Regions from separate parts of the Mus musculus genome. Here regions 1 and 2 are each linked to region 3. A link is a contact called in public HiChIP or PLAC-seq data. All regions are on one chromosome and are shown on one strand. The core of a region is the stretch at or near the end of the contact, and the rest is flanking DNA. Distances in the headings are between cores, read along the strand shown. Region 1 overlaps Rbks (ribokinase). Region 2 overlaps Babam2 (BRISC and BRCA1 A complex member 2). Region 3 overlaps Babam2 (BRISC and BRCA1 A complex member 2).

Region 1 (2,700 bases), core at 46-2,545, 230 kb after region 3:
GTCAGGACATGTAACGACAGGCCTGCCCGGGCATGTCCTAGCCTGTTCTGCTATGTTCTCAGCCCCAGGTTTCAAAGCTCACAAACAACTCTTTGGGCTATTTGACATAAATTACATGAATCACAGGTCTCAAGGTTTATTTCCTTTCAGATTCTCATGAACTCACTAAAGGGTTCATGGAGAACCTCACCTAGCCCACAGCGGAGTGAAGGTCAAAGTTCCGGGGAAATTCTGATGGCCACTGCTGGAGCTCTTTACATCCTGGCCTGCATAATCAGGGGCTCTAGGATACTAGCTTCTACCCCTTCCAAGCCCTCTGACTCTTCTCCTCTGAGCTGGGAACAGAAAATCAACCTTGCTCTAACTCTCAAAGGATGGAGTCCCTATGATGGTGACCCCTTCTGTTCCTGGAACCTTGTCTGCCCCCACTCATCTAGGTCATGAGTTTCTACTACATGTAAAAGAAATGGCCTCTGATATACCATGTAGTCTGCCCTGCTGTGTTGAACACCCATTCTGCCAGGCTCTCCTGGACCCCCTGACATTGTCTGAATTAGTAGCTACAACAGTCCCATCATACAGGTAAATAGATGCAGAAAAGCTGAACAACCTGCCAGAGATCACACAACCAGTACATCAGTCAAATGGGGGTTTTGGATCTGTCTGACCCCACCCCATTTGTGCATGGTTCCACTTGAGAAAACATCTCAGTTGTGAGTTTTTCAAATGGCAGAGAGGCTTCAATACAAGTGAGAAGGCAACCCACTCACCATCCCTAAAAGATGACTGAGGTAACAAAGAGACTGAAGAGAGATTAAAAGGTCCTTCTGCATGGTGTCCCTGAAGTTTGGGATGCCTAAACCCAATCAGGTTCTCATGCCTCAGCTCCTGGACAGGGGAAGGAGGCAGAAGTGTATGCTTAGACATCAGTGCCAGAGGAGGGTAGGCCTGACTGCCAGGCCAGCCTAGAGCAACTGAGGCAGCTCCCTAAAATGATCCCTGGAAGGCAATTCCATTCCGAACCAAATGCAGAGAGCAGGGCTGACCCGAGTGCTCTAGAGCAAATCTGGCCCCCAGCACCATGTAGAAGGTAGTGGGGACCCTGACAATTTACATCTGCTCTCTCCTGAGCCCCTAGTCAAATCCTTGAAAAAGAAATGGTGTGTCATCATGTTTCAGCCATTTCTGAAACCACAAGCAGACTAAGGAATTCAGCCTGCAGTGTGGGCTCTGAATAGCTCTATGGAGGGAGAGGCCTTGAAAAGAAAAGCAAGTGGTATCTACTTGTCAGATGGAATGTGTGAAGACATCCAGGAGGAATGTGGGGGCTCTGTTCGGGTGGCTCGGGCAGTTTGGCCTCTGAATCATGCCATGTGGGTTCAGATTCCTAACAGATGAAGCCTCAGGGCTGACATCACTCTCGCAAGATCACCCGGGAGCTGCGGTGCTGCCCAGCAAGTGTTTTACCTTGGGGATTTTCCCAACCACATTTAATATCTGTCATTCCTTCCAACTCACCCATTTTCTGTCATCTGGAATTTGACAAACTAGGACTCTTATAAGCCTGTTTCATTGCTGGTACCCCCCTCCTGTAAGATGAGGCATTCTTAGAATGGCATGTGCTCTCTCTCTCTCTCTCTCTCTCTCTCTCTCTCTCTCTCTCTCTCTCTCTCTCTCCCTCCCTCCCTCCCTCCCTCCCTCCCTCCCTCCCATAGTTTCCAGGTAGCCTCAGCTCTGGTGACTTCTGATCTCTGTTGTTACACTTCAGCCTCTCACTCCCAGGACGACAGTACCTGCTTGAAACCCCCAGGCCTGCTCTGGCCATGGCCAGTTTCCTCCCATCTTCTCCATCTTTCTTACCTTCCTCAGTTTCCTGCATTTTCTCCTTCCTGTTGAGTCCCTCCTGGTTGTTGTTCCTCCCTCAGCAGTAAAGAGTCTCTGATTGTCCTTCTCAGCCTTTATCCCCTGAAAACAACAATTCCTCTGTTGTCCCCTTCTTCCCCCACACCTGCCTGAGGCAATCTAGTTCAAACTCTCTGCTCCTGTGGCAAGCATAGAGGAAATGGTACCTGCTGTGATTTGAATCCAATTGGTCCCCTCACACTCACATTCTGAGTGCTTGTCCCCCAGGGGGTGGCACAGAGGACCTGGAGGACAAACAGCCAGGCCAGCAGGTGAGTTGCTAGGCACAGGCCTTTGAAGGCTATGTCAAGCCACACACTCCTACCATGAAGTGCTTTTCTTGTCCTTACGGACCCCTGCCCCAGCCCTGGAATAATGAGGAAAACAACCCTCTCCTCCTCTTTTACTCAGTTCTTTGGTCACAGTGATGCAAAAGTAACCAACACGGTATCGCATGCAGGGCACAGGGAGAGATTCATGATCTTCGTGTTTATCCCTGACACAAGCTCTTCCCACAGGCAGTCAAGAAAGCCTCTCCGCCTGTCCTTCCTAAACCCTTCCCTAGACAAGACTAAGCAATGTCTGCCTTCCCTGTAAGGTTTCCACAGCAAACTTGAGCCACTGTAGTGCAGAATTACATGCAAGTGGTCATCCACACCCTAGCACAATCGAGGTCATAAAGAGGTGGCAGTCCTGCTATGTCACTGGAGTCCCACACAGATGACCTCGCTGAAAACTGTGCCTGTGAGCGCTGCCTTTTCTTTAAATATCGAAGAGTTGTTGACATGCCTTGAACCA
Region 2 (2,746 bases), core at 180-2,679, 150 kb before region 3:
AGGCATATCTGAGACCAACAGGGAAGCTTATAGGCAGACTGAGAATTACCTGACGTTAAAGAATTAGCTATAAGAATGTAGGATGCATTCCTTAGAAATCACCACTGTTAGAGATACACACAGATGCATACGGAAGTATTCATAGACGATACAAGAGATGTGGTTTACACTTGCTTCAAAATACTCCAGAGAATTCTAAAAGCAAATGACAAGGAGGTTTGGGAGAAGAGACAAGAGACAAAGCTGCAGTGCAGGTGTTGCACACACAAGGAGCCTGGGCGACTTCTGCTTTCACCTGTGCTTGTTACTTTCTCTATTGCTCGTGCACTGGGGCGTGATCTCACGTTCTTGCATGTGCTTGGCAAGTGTTCTACCATAAGCTATACAGACAGCTTACTTTTTACATTTTGAGATGGGACTCAGGTTGGTCTTGAATGTACATTGTACCGGATCCTTAGCATGGACTTGTGGGTCCTTCCAGCCTCAGACTCCTGATGTAGCTGGAATATAAGCTGGTACCACTAGGCCTTGCAGTGTTTTTTTATTTTAATTTTTGATTACATGCAATATTTGGAGGGGGCACACACGTAGAGGTCAGAGGAGAACTTTTGGGGTCAGTTCTGTCCTTTTACCATGTAGAGATCAAGTATAGGGGATTAGACTTAGTGGCAAAGAACCTTTTCATCTGCTGAGCCATCTTGCTGGCTCAATGCTCTTGTTTGTAAGGAGTCCTAGGTGCTCACAGTACGTCCACCACACAGAACTGCTTGCACCGTACTTAGCGAATAACCAATGGTGAGTGCGTAAAGGAGCACACACTTGGCCACAGTTCAACTCCTGCCCCTTGTCCTAGACCAGGGCCACTCCCACATCTGTATCACCTCCTGGGCCTGGGCGATTATGGGATCTTGCAGGTCCCTCTGAACTCTGTGTGATGAACCATTAGCCACATTCACTGTCTATGCTGAGTTTCGGACACTCAGTTGCTCATTAATTCTTTCATTAAACCATATAGTTTGTTCTTTCTATGGTCAGAGTGAATTTTTATCTCCAGCTTGTATATTTATGTTTCTCAGGAAGAGATCACAACTGCCACCACTAGGAATGTCACCTCTGGAGAAGTCCACTCACTCCTCAGAAGGGAGAGGTCATGTCTATTTGTGGGGCTTGACATTGACATTCTGCTCCTGATGTTGGGGCTTCCAGATTTGTCATGAAATTCTGAAGGAGTTTGAAAGTTGTCACACATACCTGGGGACATTACCAGTGGATTATCTGGAGCAGTGTCATAATGAAGCCATGGCTCAGTTCCGAGATTGAAGTCCTAGCTGTCACTGAATTTTACTGTGCCACAGTATGGTCTTTTGCTACACAGGGTAAAACTAGTAATGACTCATAGAAGGGTGCTAGGTGGATTAATAATCATGAGATAAACAAAGTACTGATCAGCGCATCTGGGGCACAGCATACCCAGAGTTTCTGTTATAGAGATGACTATTATTGTCAACAGCCACAGTTCTGCACCAAAGATTGCCTGTAAGTCATCAATGGTACCTTTTTAATGCTAACTATGCAAAAATCATTTCACTCAAGGAGATCAATACCATAAGTTATTGTGAATGTGGCTTTCTTTCTAAGCAGGAGGCCTACGTTGGTTACAACTTGTTAATTGGAAAGCAGCCTAGTACATTTTGGGGTCAAAAATGACTGAAACTTTTCAGGAACTCTGATCAGAAAAATTCACTTTCAAGATTACTTTACTCCACTAGTTACCATGAAGGAGAACTGTGCCACAGGTTCAAGGGGGCACAGAGAACACGAATCTACATTGACTGTAGGTCTGACTCACAGCCCCCTCCTCAAAAGACATCCCTTTGGTTCTCTAAAAAGGTGTTATTGAAGTCTAAGAATTCACAAGGGAATATTACCCAGGAAGGTTTGTGAATGAAATTTTCAACCTAGAGCCAGAAGTTGCAAATAGGCTTTTAGAAAGTGAACTCCAAAGAAGAAGGAAGTTTCAATTTGAGTCAAAGTAGTGATGGTGGTTGCTCGGGGCCAGAGCTCTGAGCTGGGAACCCGGGGAGGAAGGCATGTTGCATGTGTAGCTGAGAACTGCCTGTCTCCACCATTAGCTTCACACAAGTCCTGGGTTAAGACCAATCAAAATGTGTGAGTTAGTTAAAAGGCCCAGGAGTCCCATGATAACAAGGAGGCTTGTTTTCCCCTTCTGTTTTTCCACATATTTTAGCACTCTGAACAATAGAAGGAATAGACAGGTTTTATTTCTTGCTAATAATCAACTAGTTCCTGTTGCTCTCATAGTTATTAATATTACAAATGATTATATAAAACTAAGAATCTCTCACATGAGAAGTAAATATGCCAATCCTACATAAACATTGTGAAGTACAGCTCTGGTTTAAAACAATTTCTAATACATATCATTGTGGTTCCCACCCTCAGTCACTTTACCAAGTCTGATCTCTTCAAGTACATTCATTAATATACCTAAAAGTGGGATTTGGACCCAAAAAAGTAAGTCACTTTTGAGAAACATCACAGCTTGGGGGTTACTGAATTACCTGGCAGCCAACTTTTTTGTGCCTGCTAGATTATGCCATAGGGCACCCTGCTTCTGCAGCAAGGGCATACAGCACTGTGCTCAGGGCAGAGGCAGCTGAGAGGATGGCTTTACTCTTAGTGGTATTGACTGTGACCCCATCCAGGAACTCCCCTGGGCTGTACT
Region 3 (2,761 bases), core at 22-2,521:
CTTTTAAGCCTGGGATAAAGACAAGCATTAGTCTTGTTACTTTGAAATTAAGCCAGACCTCATGGACACAATGCACATGTACAACATTCTGCTCACGAGAGCACACAGCAGCAAAGAGCAGCCATCACTCAGGGAGAGTGGAAACAATCTTCCAAGAAAGAGGGAGAGTGATTCTAGTTAGAACTGGAAATATAGGGAAAAATGGAAAACATTTAATAGTCGCTGAAGAAAATGTGCTAAAGAATCAGGTTTGTAAAGCCCAGACATAATAAGAGTCCCAAACAAAATGGGAACCACAAATTTTAGGGAAGCAAATTAGTATGTCTCTAAGGATTTCTTCCCATGTTCAACCGTCAGATTACAGAAAGGGGCAAAGCATGTGGTGTCAACCACAGTGAACAAGGTGGACAGTTAGGAGGGCTATGGGCGTGGGGCTGACGTACAGACTTGCTAGGCAGATGATCATGAGTGATAGGCTAAAGTCCAGAAGTGGCTCAAGATGTGGAAGTGTGGAAGAGGCACTGGTTTGAGACTTACTAAGCAGAGAAGAGTACTAGGGCTTCAGAAACAAGAGGGTTAGGAGAAGGTAGGCAGAAATGGGAGGGCAGAGAGCCAACGTGGAGATAGAGAGAAACTGGCAGGCTGGACCAATGATGAACCAGCATCGTATGTGTCATAAACTATGGAGAACAGCAGCAGAGGGTAGGGAGAAATTATGACCCAGGTACTGAGGACACATATGAAATGGAAACAAGCCCTGGACTGATGGAATTAGCAAGGTTTCTAGAGGAGAGTGATGCAGGCAGTCAAAGGAATAGGATTTTGTATTTTCACAGTGAGTCAGCAAAACTGAGAGAAGGTGAAGCCAGTTTCCACATAGGACCAGAGCTGAACTACATAAAGGAGTCAAGGAGTCAAGGAAAGAGCTAGGGAACATGTCTCCAAATGAGAACCCTACACTACTTCTAGCTGCTGCTGGGTTGACCAGATTACTGAAGGACAGAATTAACTAATAAAGTACCCTATATGCCAAAAACCAAACCAAACCAAACCAAAAAAAACAACCAACCAGAGAATGCACCAACTATTATCATCTGGAGATTTATCATCATTCTTCCTCAAAGATACAATTTGACCTAGGTATTACATTCATTTCAAATAAGATATACAGACAGAAACAAGCAACTTGCCCAAGGTCTGGGTTGGGGCAAAGCTGACAGTGGAACTAAAGTGTAACCTGATATCTTTCCTGTTCTCAACCACTAACAGAACTCAGATGACATCAAGCATTCCCTCTTCTACTACGTCTGCTTTTAATAAAAATCATAAATCATTTAGTTATGTGATGTCAATTTCAACCACATCAGAGAACAACCACCCCACATTTCCTTGCATTATGATAAGAATGCAATTGTGCCTTCCTAGAAATGCTACACTGGTAACTTCTAGGTGAGAAACAGAACATGCTAAAAACACAACTGTGCTTGACTTTCAAGTTACCGACAACCTGGTGAATGGGCTGTTTTGTTTTCCCCACAGCAATATTCAAGATCACATCTTAGACTCTGGGTTTCTGTTATTTTGTCTCAATGTTTCCTTGCTTTCAATGAATATAAACAATTTCAGGTTGGCTCAGTTTTATTACAATTGATCATTACAAATAAAAACATCTTTGGAACATCTGAGAAAATATCCCTGTGCTGTTCAGGTTGCTAGGTCATTTCCATATCCAGACTATAACTTGGTCTTGGTCTTCTGAAAAATAATGGAACTAAAACAGAGTAAAGAAACCATGGATATCTCCTACTTTGGATGAAAAGAGTTCTGTTTAATTTAAACATACATACATAAAGACAGACAGACAGACAGACACATGGGCATATACACACATGCACACACACACAAACACAGAGAGAGAGAGAGAAGGAGAGAGAGAGGGGAAGGTAGGGGGAGAGAGAGAAGGAGAGAGGGAGAGAGAGGGAGAGAGGGAGAGAGGGAGAGAGGGAGAGAGGGAGAGAGGAAGAGAGGGGAAGAGAGAGAGAACTGGATTTCAATTTCTGATTCTCTTGCCTTCAGCCCCAAGTGCTAGAATCCTGGGGATATCACCACACCAGCCACACCAGGCTGCCTACATTCTTTTTGGCCAGAAAATAAGAGAATTGGTCAAAGAAGGGTAACAGCTCAGCATCTAGAACTCTGAGAGGGCCCGGCATAAGGTATCTAGTGGGAAGGCAGGTGCCTAAGGTATGCTGAGGTGTGATGACCACTTAGCTAGCTATTCCTCAACCGATAGGTCAGATCTATTAATCTTATATGGTGGTAATGGTTTCCAATGTTAAGACAGCTGTAGATACACTATGACAATCTGCAGCAGGGAGCAATTTTCTTCTCTGAAAGAACCTTCTCCACTTGGAAGGCACTTGTCTGGTCTTCTCTAGGGATCAGGGATCAGATGATTGTGACTCTGGCCTCTCTATACCAGTCATAGACAGAAGTTCCTCTTGCAGGAGAAGAGGACCGCTGTTTTCCCTGCCTGTCCCAGTGGCTGTGAGGGAAGAGCAGCAGGTACTCTGTTAGGCTGCTCTGTGACCAGCCTGTGAGAATTCCCACCACATTCCCCTGCCTCCTGTCCCCTGCTATAGGAATCCTACTTCACAGGCTCATTACTGCCTCTCCAACTGCAGGGAAAGTGTGACGAGCGGGTGTGGCAGCAGTCCCAAGATGGTGCCCGGGACTGCAGCTAAGTCTTATGACTTGCACC

The links. HiChIP or PLAC-seq counts read pairs in DNA pulled down with a chosen protein or histone mark.
Region 1: an H3K27ac HiChIP or PLAC-seq map of the NIH/3T3 cell line shows a contact between it and region 3, with 3 times the contacts expected there. The contact joins two enhancer-like sites. A contact is called at or near these places in 6 of 484 Hi-C or Micro-C datasets (embryonic fibroblasts, muscle stem cells and uterus), 6 of 115 datasets of contacts at active chromatin or transcription factors (the NIH/3T3 cell line, embryonic stem cells, fibro-adipogenic progenitors and 1 more) and 2 of 9 other capture datasets (adipose tissue and pancreatic islet).
Region 2: a BATF HiChIP or PLAC-seq map of CD8 T cells shows a contact between it and region 3, with 5 read pairs. The contact joins two enhancer-like sites. A contact is called at or near these places in 2 of 39 promoter capture datasets (3T3-L1-derived adipocytes and cranial neural crest), 1 of 484 Hi-C or Micro-C datasets (nephron progenitors) and 2 of 115 datasets of contacts at active chromatin or transcription factors (CD8 T cells and embryonic stem cells).

Annotation. Positions count from the first base shown.
Region 1 is chr5:31,628,881-31,631,580 of GRCm38.p6, reverse strand. All of the region lies in intron 7 of Rbks (ribokinase), which reads left to right. The region is part of intron 2 of Gm38424 (a long non-coding RNA gene); the gene reads right to left. Among named protein-coding and RNA genes, the nearest start is that of Mrpl33, 16 kb to the right of the region's middle. Within about 2 kb of position 1,295, at least 145 of the 459 cell types and tissues checked have an H3K27ac peak or open chromatin away from gene starts, as enhancers often do. A contact at or near this core is called in the NIH/3T3 cell line, embryonic fibroblasts and muscle stem cells, where this site is marked.
Region 2 is chr5:32,012,559-32,015,304 of GRCm38.p6, reverse strand. The region is part of intron 10 of Babam2 (BRISC and BRCA1 A complex member 2); the gene reads right to left. Among named protein-coding and RNA genes, the nearest start is that of Gm52770, 15 kb to the right of the region's middle. Within about 2 kb of position 1,429, at least 7 of the 459 cell types and tissues checked have an H3K27ac peak or open chromatin away from gene starts, as enhancers often do. A contact at or near this core is called in CD8 T cells, where this site is marked.
Region 3 is chr5:31,859,136-31,861,896 of GRCm38.p6, reverse strand. All of the region lies in intron 6 of Babam2 (BRISC and BRCA1 A complex member 2), which reads right to left. Among named protein-coding and RNA genes, the nearest start is that of Gm52770, 140 kb to the left of the region's middle. Within about 2 kb of position 1,271, at least 60 of the 459 cell types and tissues checked have an H3K27ac peak or open chromatin away from gene starts, as enhancers often do. A contact at or near this core is called in CD8 T cells, the NIH/3T3 cell line, embryonic fibroblasts and 1 more, where this site is marked.